Linked DNA regions of Pan troglodytes: region 1 is linked to region 2. Evidence: chromatin contacts called from public Hi-C data. All regions are on one chromosome and are shown on one strand. The core of a region is the stretch at or near the end of the contact, and the rest is flanking DNA. Distances in the headings are between cores, read along the strand shown. Region 1 overlaps SOX5 (SRY-box transcription factor 5). Region 2 holds the start of SOX5 (SRY-box transcription factor 5).

What was found. A called contact is a pair of places that touch in the nucleus more often than the background predicts.
Region 1: a contact with region 2 is called in a Hi-C map of stem cell-derived neural progenitor cells, with 4 times the contacts expected there. The contact joins the enhancer-like site here to the promoter of SOX5 in region 2. A contact is called at or near these places in 1 of 7 Hi-C or Micro-C datasets (stem cell-derived neural progenitor cells), 1 of 1 datasets of contacts at active chromatin or transcription factors (stem cell-derived excitatory neurons) and 1 of 1 other capture datasets (stem cell-derived neural stem cells).

Annotation. Positions count from the first base shown.
Region 1 is chr10:71,531,696-71,536,023 of NHGRI_mPanTro3-v2.0_pri, reverse strand. All of the region lies in intron 5 of SOX5 (SRY-box transcription factor 5), which reads right to left. Among named protein-coding and RNA genes, the nearest start is that of MIR920, 200 kb to the right of the region's middle. Within about 2 kb of position 2,188, at least 7 of the 24 cell types and tissues checked have an H3K27ac peak or open chromatin away from gene starts, as enhancers often do. A contact at or near this core is called in stem cell-derived neural progenitor cells and stem cell-derived neural stem cells, where this site is marked.
Region 2 is chr10:70,979,190-70,983,511 of NHGRI_mPanTro3-v2.0_pri, reverse strand. It overlaps SOX5 (SRY-box transcription factor 5), which reads right to left and starts at 2,808. Exons shown (of 19, transcript XM_054664454.2): 1 at 2,409-2,808.

The DNA.
Region 1 (4,328 bases), core at 939-3,438, 550 kb before region 2:
GTAGAAGCACCCTAAATCTATTCAGTAGAAGCAATAGGAACTATTGATAAATCATATTGATAAGTAGCTATTGCCATCTCATTTGGTGATCACTTCATTCCCATGAAAGATTAATACATTTGTGGTTCAAAAATTGTGTCTTATCCAACATGAACAAAAAAAGTTTCTGCACATACGAAATCATCTTCACATTTTATTTCCCTACCTTCACAGCATATTATCATTCAAAGCCTTTATAAAGAGATGAGGTTCTGTATGTGACTCTAGTCAAGCTTAGAGCAGGAATTGTATGGACTGACTCTGCAGACAGATGAGAAAAAATACAATGGTGCCCTCTTAATAAGTGCACATTAGAGCTCCAATACTTTCTGTAAAGAAGGCTAGTCTGAACAGTGTTGACTTAACTGCTATAACTACTTCCCTGTATATCTACGAAACTTACTTTCTTCATAATAAAAAAGAGGTATTGAGAACATGTCCCCTCAAAACCTAAGACAGCTTAGTAATTTTAATGAAAAATGTTCATTCAGAGATAAGAAGAGACCATTTCATTTGTTTATTTAAAAAGAGAATTTCTAAAACGTATCTGCATATTTAATCTGTGCCATTGCCAAGAGTAACCTGGTTTCCCAAGCTTCAGAAAGAAGCTCTAGTTTTTAATAACAATGTGAAATTTGGTAATTTGTCCTTTACACAGTAAAAAGATACTTGGAGAAACCCTTGCGGAGGGTCTGCTATAGTGAACTAATTTGTATCTGGTCTTATTTGAGGGACTCATGGGAAAATTGCAAAACTAATCTGATTTCCTTCAGAGCTTAACAAATAGAAGACCATTTTTAAGGCTGAAGTTTGAGATATAAAGTAAGGCTTATTATTTTTATCCATAAAATATAGTAAATATTAGAACAAATTAGAATGCCGTAGTTTAAATGGTTTTCATAGATTTCTAAGACCACTTATACATCCTATTTCATATGAGATGCCCCATTTGGAGCTGCCCAAAGGGTATAGTGGAAATAAGACAAAGTACAGCTGTTCTAGATGGCTAGATGAGTGATAAACACAGAATCAACTTGAGCTGGTATCTTCTTCCCATTTGCAAATAAGAAGAGAGAGATGGGTAATACCATTTGAAGAGAAGTGTCTATTAGTCTATTAGTGTAGAGGAACCTGAGAACCCTTCGTGACTTGTAGTTTTTATGAAAAGATTTACTTTCCTTTTATTAGCAATGGATTTCGGAAACAGAACTGATGAGGAGATGAAGCATGGATTCCACAGGGCATTTTAAAATAAGCTAGTTGCTCTTGTTTAATCAATGCATTCTATGACTGGAAAGCTCAGATAAGCCAACATTCCTCTCTTAGCGCCTCCTTTAACCGTATGTCATCACATATAACCTTCCTGGATAACTACTCATTATGCATGACGGCATACCAACCTGTGAGAATATGAGGGAGAAAGCATTATGCTCATCAGAGGCTGTGGGTTTAGCCAATCTGCCTAAAGAAGCCCTGAGATTTCTGAGCCTTTTAGCCTCTTTCAGTTCCTGCTCCATCCTCAGCCCTTTCTCTGGTGACTATGTATAAGGCAGCAAACAGCCTGGCAGCACCACACATGTCTGAACGAAATGGCCACCCTTCTAAAGACTTAAAAGTTTGATGTACAACAAATGCAACTGGAATTGAATAGTTAATAAGCCTTGATCTTGAGTAGATTCAATAGGTTTGTTTCATCCACTGAAAAGTCAACTCATACCTTAAACATTGTGTGTTACAATAAAATGGTAGGTTTTGGGAAAGTCACTTGGAAAAAAGAGTAGAAAAGTCTAAGTTGCAGAGACAAAAACTGGACCCATAAGTAGCTTCTTATAATCACTGATTATTTAGTATGAAATTTTAAATGACTCCTTAAATTCACAATCTGGGGTCCTTGTTCCTAATATAGACTACAGGGTGTTGAGAAGCACCGTATATTATTTCATTAAGTGCTTTTTGGGAGAAGGGGATTTAGAGGTAAAACTGCTGGCTTTGTGTGGCAAGGTCATGACCTTTGACAACTTTGGAGCTTATCTCTTTCATCTTCTCACTCCCCAGAGACCTCTAACTTGCAGAGGAATCAAGCACATAAGCCTGGGCTAGGCAGAATTCATCATTGTTGTGGAGCTAGGTTCTCTCTTTCCCTCTCTCTCTCTTTCTCTTTCTGTCTCTCTCTCTCTCTCCCTTTTTTCCCCCTCTAAACAAAACAGATCTGAACTGAGCCAAGGAAACAAAAATGTATTGTTCCTCGCAGATGGAAGCGAGTGTCGCCTAGGTAACCAGATTAATCTCCTTTTTCTCTCCCTTCCTCTCTTGTAGTGCGGTAATCGGTGGGCTCTTTTCACAAAAAAGCCAGCCTCAAAGCTGGGGCTCTAACTAGGTTCCTAATTAGCTGCAATTTACAATGAAGACAACATGATGAGATAATAGAAATTTGCAAAATAATGACATACCTCAGCAAAATATTCCTCCTCCTAAGAACCATTTTTATACAAAAACAATAAAGAGGGCCCTTCTAAAGCAAAGCTGGAAAATGGTGGTGTATTATGTGACACAGAACATTATTGTTCGCCTCTTGTTCCCCCAATCAACAGCTTATTGTTTGGCATCTTAAATAAAAATGACTCAAATACAGGCCACATAATGATCTCCATTGCGCTAATACACTGTATATACTGAGTAGTCAAAAATGTACGGGAGCCAATGCCAGTGGGGCTGATAAAGTAGCAGGGCCCAGGAAGGTAATTTACAATACAATGCAATAAGCATTATTACTGTTCTTAATCACACGTATCTTTCTGATTCCTGTCAGGATGCAACTCTGACATCAAAAAAGGGCACCCAAAAGGAGGACAGCTAGTTAATGAAATATGATGGATCACATTTGTTTTCATGTGGTGGTTAGCTCAAATGAAGCAGCCTCCAGACTGTTAGCCAACAGTATTCTCTTGTGTGACATCAAAGACTACTATTCAATGGGGGCAGAAAAAAAAATCACAGTAAGACAGCACAGAGGGAGGAGCTCCTAGGAACTGAAAGAACCATTAATAGTAATCTCTACCTTATGTCCAAAAGAACAGAGCATGAGGAAGAAAGGCCAAGGCCAACCAGTCAGTGATTTCACAATGAGGATCATCAGCACCTATGCTGATTTCGGGAGAATGGTGCAGCTAACATGCGGTGGGCAAGATTTCACATTTTGCTACACAGGCGCAATTTGTCACTAGTGACAGGAGGTACCTACCCTCGTGCCTTGTCTGAATCAAGATTACAGCACCCTATGAAACATGGAATCCAAATAATAAAACAGAATCCAATGCCATGTTTTGCATCAACAAGAATCATTCATAAATGACAACAGATTGTCTAACCAATCAGGGGAAAAAAACAACCATACACAAAAAGTAAGTCCACATTTGCTTATGGACGAGTAATTGTGAAGAGTACAGCTGCACATACTTGAGAACTAATGGTCCCTGGACTTCCCCATAAATAACTGCTGACTAAAAACCAATTGGCCAGGGACAGAAAAAGCATTAACCCCTTGGTCATTTGGCCCTCAACAACAACAAGACAACTAGATCCCCTCACAGAGTAATTAAAAGGTAACAAGGAGGACAGATTAGAGAAGGTGCCAAATGGGCTGTAATGACTTTGGAGGAAAAATTGTTGTATTTGGTAATAACATTTGCAGAAATGCAAAAAAAAGGGAGACCATCTGGGTATATCACAACCCCAAAGAGTTTGGCATCCGCCTTTTGGAAATGTGGCCACAGTATATTGACTTGCATAGGACTATCAACCTTTTCCAAAGATTTTTTTTTTTTTAATTGAATCTCAGCCAACAGAGAAAGAGAGCAAAAGGCTGTGACACCGTGCTGAAAACCAAGGATTAGTGGTCATAGTTATCTGTGTTTCTGCTTCTAGATTTTCCGTAGATTTGATGTTTACTGTAAAATGATATCTACTCACCAAAACCACTTTACTTTTCAGTTTTATGTAAACCTTATAAGAAATATTCTCATCCAAAGAATTCACTGAGTGACTCAATATAATATAGTCGGTGGAAATAATGAAAAGGAATGTGTTAAAACTATTAACTGACTGTATACAGTGTTGGGACAAGAATGTTTGTGAGGCAGTATCGAGCCACTGGTGGCCCCATTTAACATCTCTTTAAACCGTCAATAATTGTATTTGTCTTTTAAAATTGTTTGAGGAATTATTAAGGCAAAGGCACCAACGCATATAAGGTCCTCTTTATCCCTGTGCATTTCTTTCTCAGAAGCTCC
Region 2 (4,322 bases), core at 1,559-4,058:
TTTGAATTCTATATACAACATGCCATTCAACCAGAACTGTTTAAGCTCAACAACAAAACTAATACAAGCTTTCCGTATTAAGAATTGAAGTTTTTCCTGTATTAAGAGTTTACACTTGCAAGTCTGTGTCAGATTGGATCAATACTACCCACTCAAAAAGGCTACAAAATGAATTTTTTAAAACCCACAGCAAAGAAAAAACTGTTGATTCTTCAGGAACAAGGTTGTTAGAAGAGAGATCACTGGAAAGAAAGGGGGGAAAAAAGAAAGAATTTCAAGCAAGTATGCTACTATGTAATTAACACAAATAACTAAATAATTATGCACATCCCTTCCCACCCCCAAAATTAAATGTTTTTAAACAACTCATGTGATGAAAGATCTACCTTTTAGGCAAACAAAAGCAATCCCTAGCAGTTTAAGGATTTAAGGCTGTATTGCATCAGTTTTAAGTGATGCTTATGATTTTTATCTTGTATAGTTCTGAGGAATAAACAGTTGATGGCATAATTTGCAGGAGAACTTTGCACAGTGCCTAAAAGAACTTCCACTGTAAGTACTTATGATTTTAAATCATTGTGGCTGAATTTATCTAGGCTTCTGCCTGGGAGCTATATTTAAATCAGGAAGAAGCACCCCTAGAAACTTTGTTCCATGTATCTGCATTTGAAACCAGATTCCTTCCCTATCTGAGCTAACAGCAATTCTCATACAGCTGAATTCCTTTAAAATTAGACAGATCAAAATTTAGCAGTTCTGTAAAGGCTCTAAGAAATCGTCCTCCTTTTAAATGCTATAAAAGTCAAACTTGAAAAACATTTCCGTACACTTTAAAGCCATCTGGCCCTTAACCTAATCACTCTTGGCCATCGAGCCTCACTCCCGTAATCCTGATCAAAAATTTTCCTCTGGTTTTTCTGATGGAAATGTCCATTGCCTACAAATCTCACATGTGCCTACTTCATTGGCCTGTTTGTGTCTGTGTGTGTGTTTTCAGGGTACTAGGGGCCATTATTTATGAAAAGCAAGGAAACAAATCACTGTCCAGTCCCTTTGCAGATTCCCACACTTACTGCCCCAAATCCCACAGATTTCCCTTGGTCCTGCCCTTGGCTAAAGAACTCTGCTGAGCCAGAAGGCAGTCCCTGGGGACATCTCCTTATGCCTTCCTTGACAAAGTCCTTTGGCTATCTGGGTATGTGAGGATCTCAAGTGGGTTCCAGCAAATCCCTAAACTTTTGTAAGAAAGTACAGTTGACTGCCACCCAGAGTGCCTGGACTGCCTGGCACCGAGTGTAGGGCTCTGCATATTCACAGGATTCCTCGTCTTGACCTGCTTTAGCTGAGAAGGGAACACATTAAAATGAATTCACATTCATCATCACATTCTGAATTTAGTCACAGAAACCAGCGTCTTCAGATATTCACCAGGGTCAATCTATTTATTAATATAGTCGCTTTGCAAAGTGTAGGGAAAATGACTACTAAAATATGTAAACAGTGCTTCGTGTGCATCCGATCAATACTCAACAAACTGCTGCTCTCCAACGCAAACATTTCCAAATCCAATTTGATTTCAACTCGTATAACCTCTTTTCATTGCTTCTTATTGCTGTAGCCCCAAAGTGCAAGCGAGATTTCCCAAACCCGCGCTTAAAGTGACACAACATGTGAGTGGTCTTCACTTGGTACACTGAGTGAGGTGGGGGGAAAAAGTAGTTGCAATTAAAATTAAAGCTTCCGGTCTCTGAAATCCCTAGAATCCTGAAGGATGAGACTTGTTTCAGAAATTCCGGGCGGGAGGGAGGGGGAGTGGTAGGGAGAAGGATTGCAGAAAGCGAAACAAAAAGACGAAAGAGTCGGGAGGTGGGGGTGACTAAGGTTAGGGGGTGGGCCAGGGGTCGCTCTGATATCCTAGAAGGGTTAAGGGGCTTTGTCCAAGTTTTAGGGTCTGGCCTTGGACATTGGCCGCGATACCCAGCACAGCCCAGGGTTCTCCCCGCACTCTCCTCTCGCATCAACCACCTCCACCGCCACCACTTACAAAACAATACCAGCAACAGTACGCAGGCTTCCCAACAAAAATAGAAAGTTATCCCGTCTCCGGGTCGGGGTCCAAGCCGGCGCTCCAGGGTCCCCCGGCCAGCCGCCCCCGGGGATGACAAGGCCACTCCGCGCCTCGGGCCGCCTCCCACCTCTCCGTCACCCCCAGCCCAGTCCCCCTCCCTCTGTACTTGAGGAAACTCCGGCGGCGGCCCCCTCCCTCCTCCGCGGCTCTCCAGCTGGAGCCGGGAACGAGTGCTGAGTGGCGGGCCCGGCGAGCGGCAGAGGGGAGCTCTGCGCCTTGGAGGTCTGCCCACAACAACATCGGGACGAACAACAAAGTTAAAACGCAGCGATTCACGCACCTTACCCGGTCTCGTTAATGCCTCCTCCGGCGTGGGATGCAAAGTGGCACAGAGGCGGGCTGGGGGCCCCCGGGAGGAGACTGGAGATGGGTTTTGGTGGCTCGCCTTTTTCACTCTGTGTGTGTGTGTCTGTGTGTGTGCGTGTGTGCCGGTGTGTGTGTGTGTGCGCGCGCGTGTCCCTCTCTCTCCCCCCGTCTCTCGCTCGCCCGCTCGCTCGCGCTCCCCGTGTTGCTCTCAAGGACGAGGTGAATTCCCTTTGCTGGTCATGAGGCGGCTTCAGAGACAAACAACACAATGCGAGTGCAAATAACAAAAGGCAAAAAGACAGTAGGAACAATGGGGGAGGCGAGGGCAGCGCACCAGCCGGCGGTCACCCCGGCCCGGCGCCCGCCCCGGGGGGTGCGGCGGGGGCGGGGGCGGGCGCGGGGGCGGCGCCGGGGGCTCCCGCTCCCTCCAGGTCGCCCCCGAGCTCCCGCAAGCCCACCCTGACCTCCTTCTTGCAGCTCGCCGCCCGGCCGCCCTCTCTATCCATCCGAAGGGAAGGAGCCCCAGAGTTTTCTTCCCCGTCTGCTGCAGAGTAACTAGATTGTAAATAACGCGGCGATTACCCACACCGTGCAGGATTTTTTTTTTTATCTGCCCTCCACTTAAAGGAGCGATAAAAATGAAATGGCAGGAGTGGAAGGAGCCAGGGAGAGCGGGATATCTGTAGATCTCGATGGAGCTCGCATCTATAAATACGCATTCATGTTTAGTCAAGTCCCTTTGTCAACTTCTTCCCGGCGCCTGAGCCTCAGCCGCTGCTCTGCGCCCAGGACCTGGCCCCTCCCGGCCCCCCAGTCCAGTGGTCAGGCGGTCGGGCCGGCAGGGAGGGCGCGCGCGGGGGGCTGCGGGGTCCGTGGAACCTTTCCGGGAGGCGAGCCGCGGGCTGCTGGGCGCGGAGGCTGGAGCCGCGAGAGGTTCGGCTGCTGAAGCGGCCACTGCCTCCCAGAGCCAGGCTCCGCGCCGCGCGTCCCCGCCGCCGCCGGCACTGTGCACCCACCTACTCCTCGGAGATTGGGGTAGGGGAAAAAAGTTTTGAGGCGCTCTCATCTCTGCCTCCGGGGTGGTTGAACTGGTTTGGTTTTGTGTTAAGCGAAGCCAAAAAAAAAAAAAAAATCACCACACACACAGACACACACACACCCCAACCCAATGCCCAAGAACCAGGGAATGAAATTTAGTGATATTTAGGGAGAAATAAGGCTGGGCGCTGGGCTCCGACTCTTTCTGCCGCGACACTTGAGTGGGCGCGTGGAGCCGAGAGAGACCCTCAGAGTCCCATCCCCATCAGAAGAAACTCCGTCGGTGATGCCCTGAGCAGAAGCTGTGGGGCTGATTTAAGTGTGTGCTCTGACAGCTCCCGGGCTGCTCCGGCGCTTATCTCTTCTAATCTTACTTTCATTGACTTAAAACAGCTGCCGGTTTGCCAGGGGAAAAAAATCCTATTAAATCTCAAACCAGGGTGGGGCGGGGGCGGGGGTTCCTGACAGTGATCTTCCCAGAGCTAGTGTCCAGAAAAGAGCAGGGGGAAGGGAGAGCATTCACGGGGGTGGCTGCGTGTTGGGAAGGGGGTGATGGAAAGGGGACTAAGGAAACAATTCGAGCAACACGTTTCTTTTCCTCGCTGTAGCCTTCTCTCCTTTTGCTTTTATGCCGAGGTGCGTGTTCTCTGTCCCCATCTCTGTAATTCTCTGCAGACGCGCAACCATGGACTGCGCCGCGTCCCTGAGCACCCCCAGCATTACCCAGAGTGCAACAACACCATCAGGAGATCAATGACCAGACTCTATTTATTCTTCACGCGCCTAGAAGAGCAGGACTCCGGAGGAGCTTGGGAGCGAGGCTCGGGGCTTGGCTGTCTCTGGGCGATCT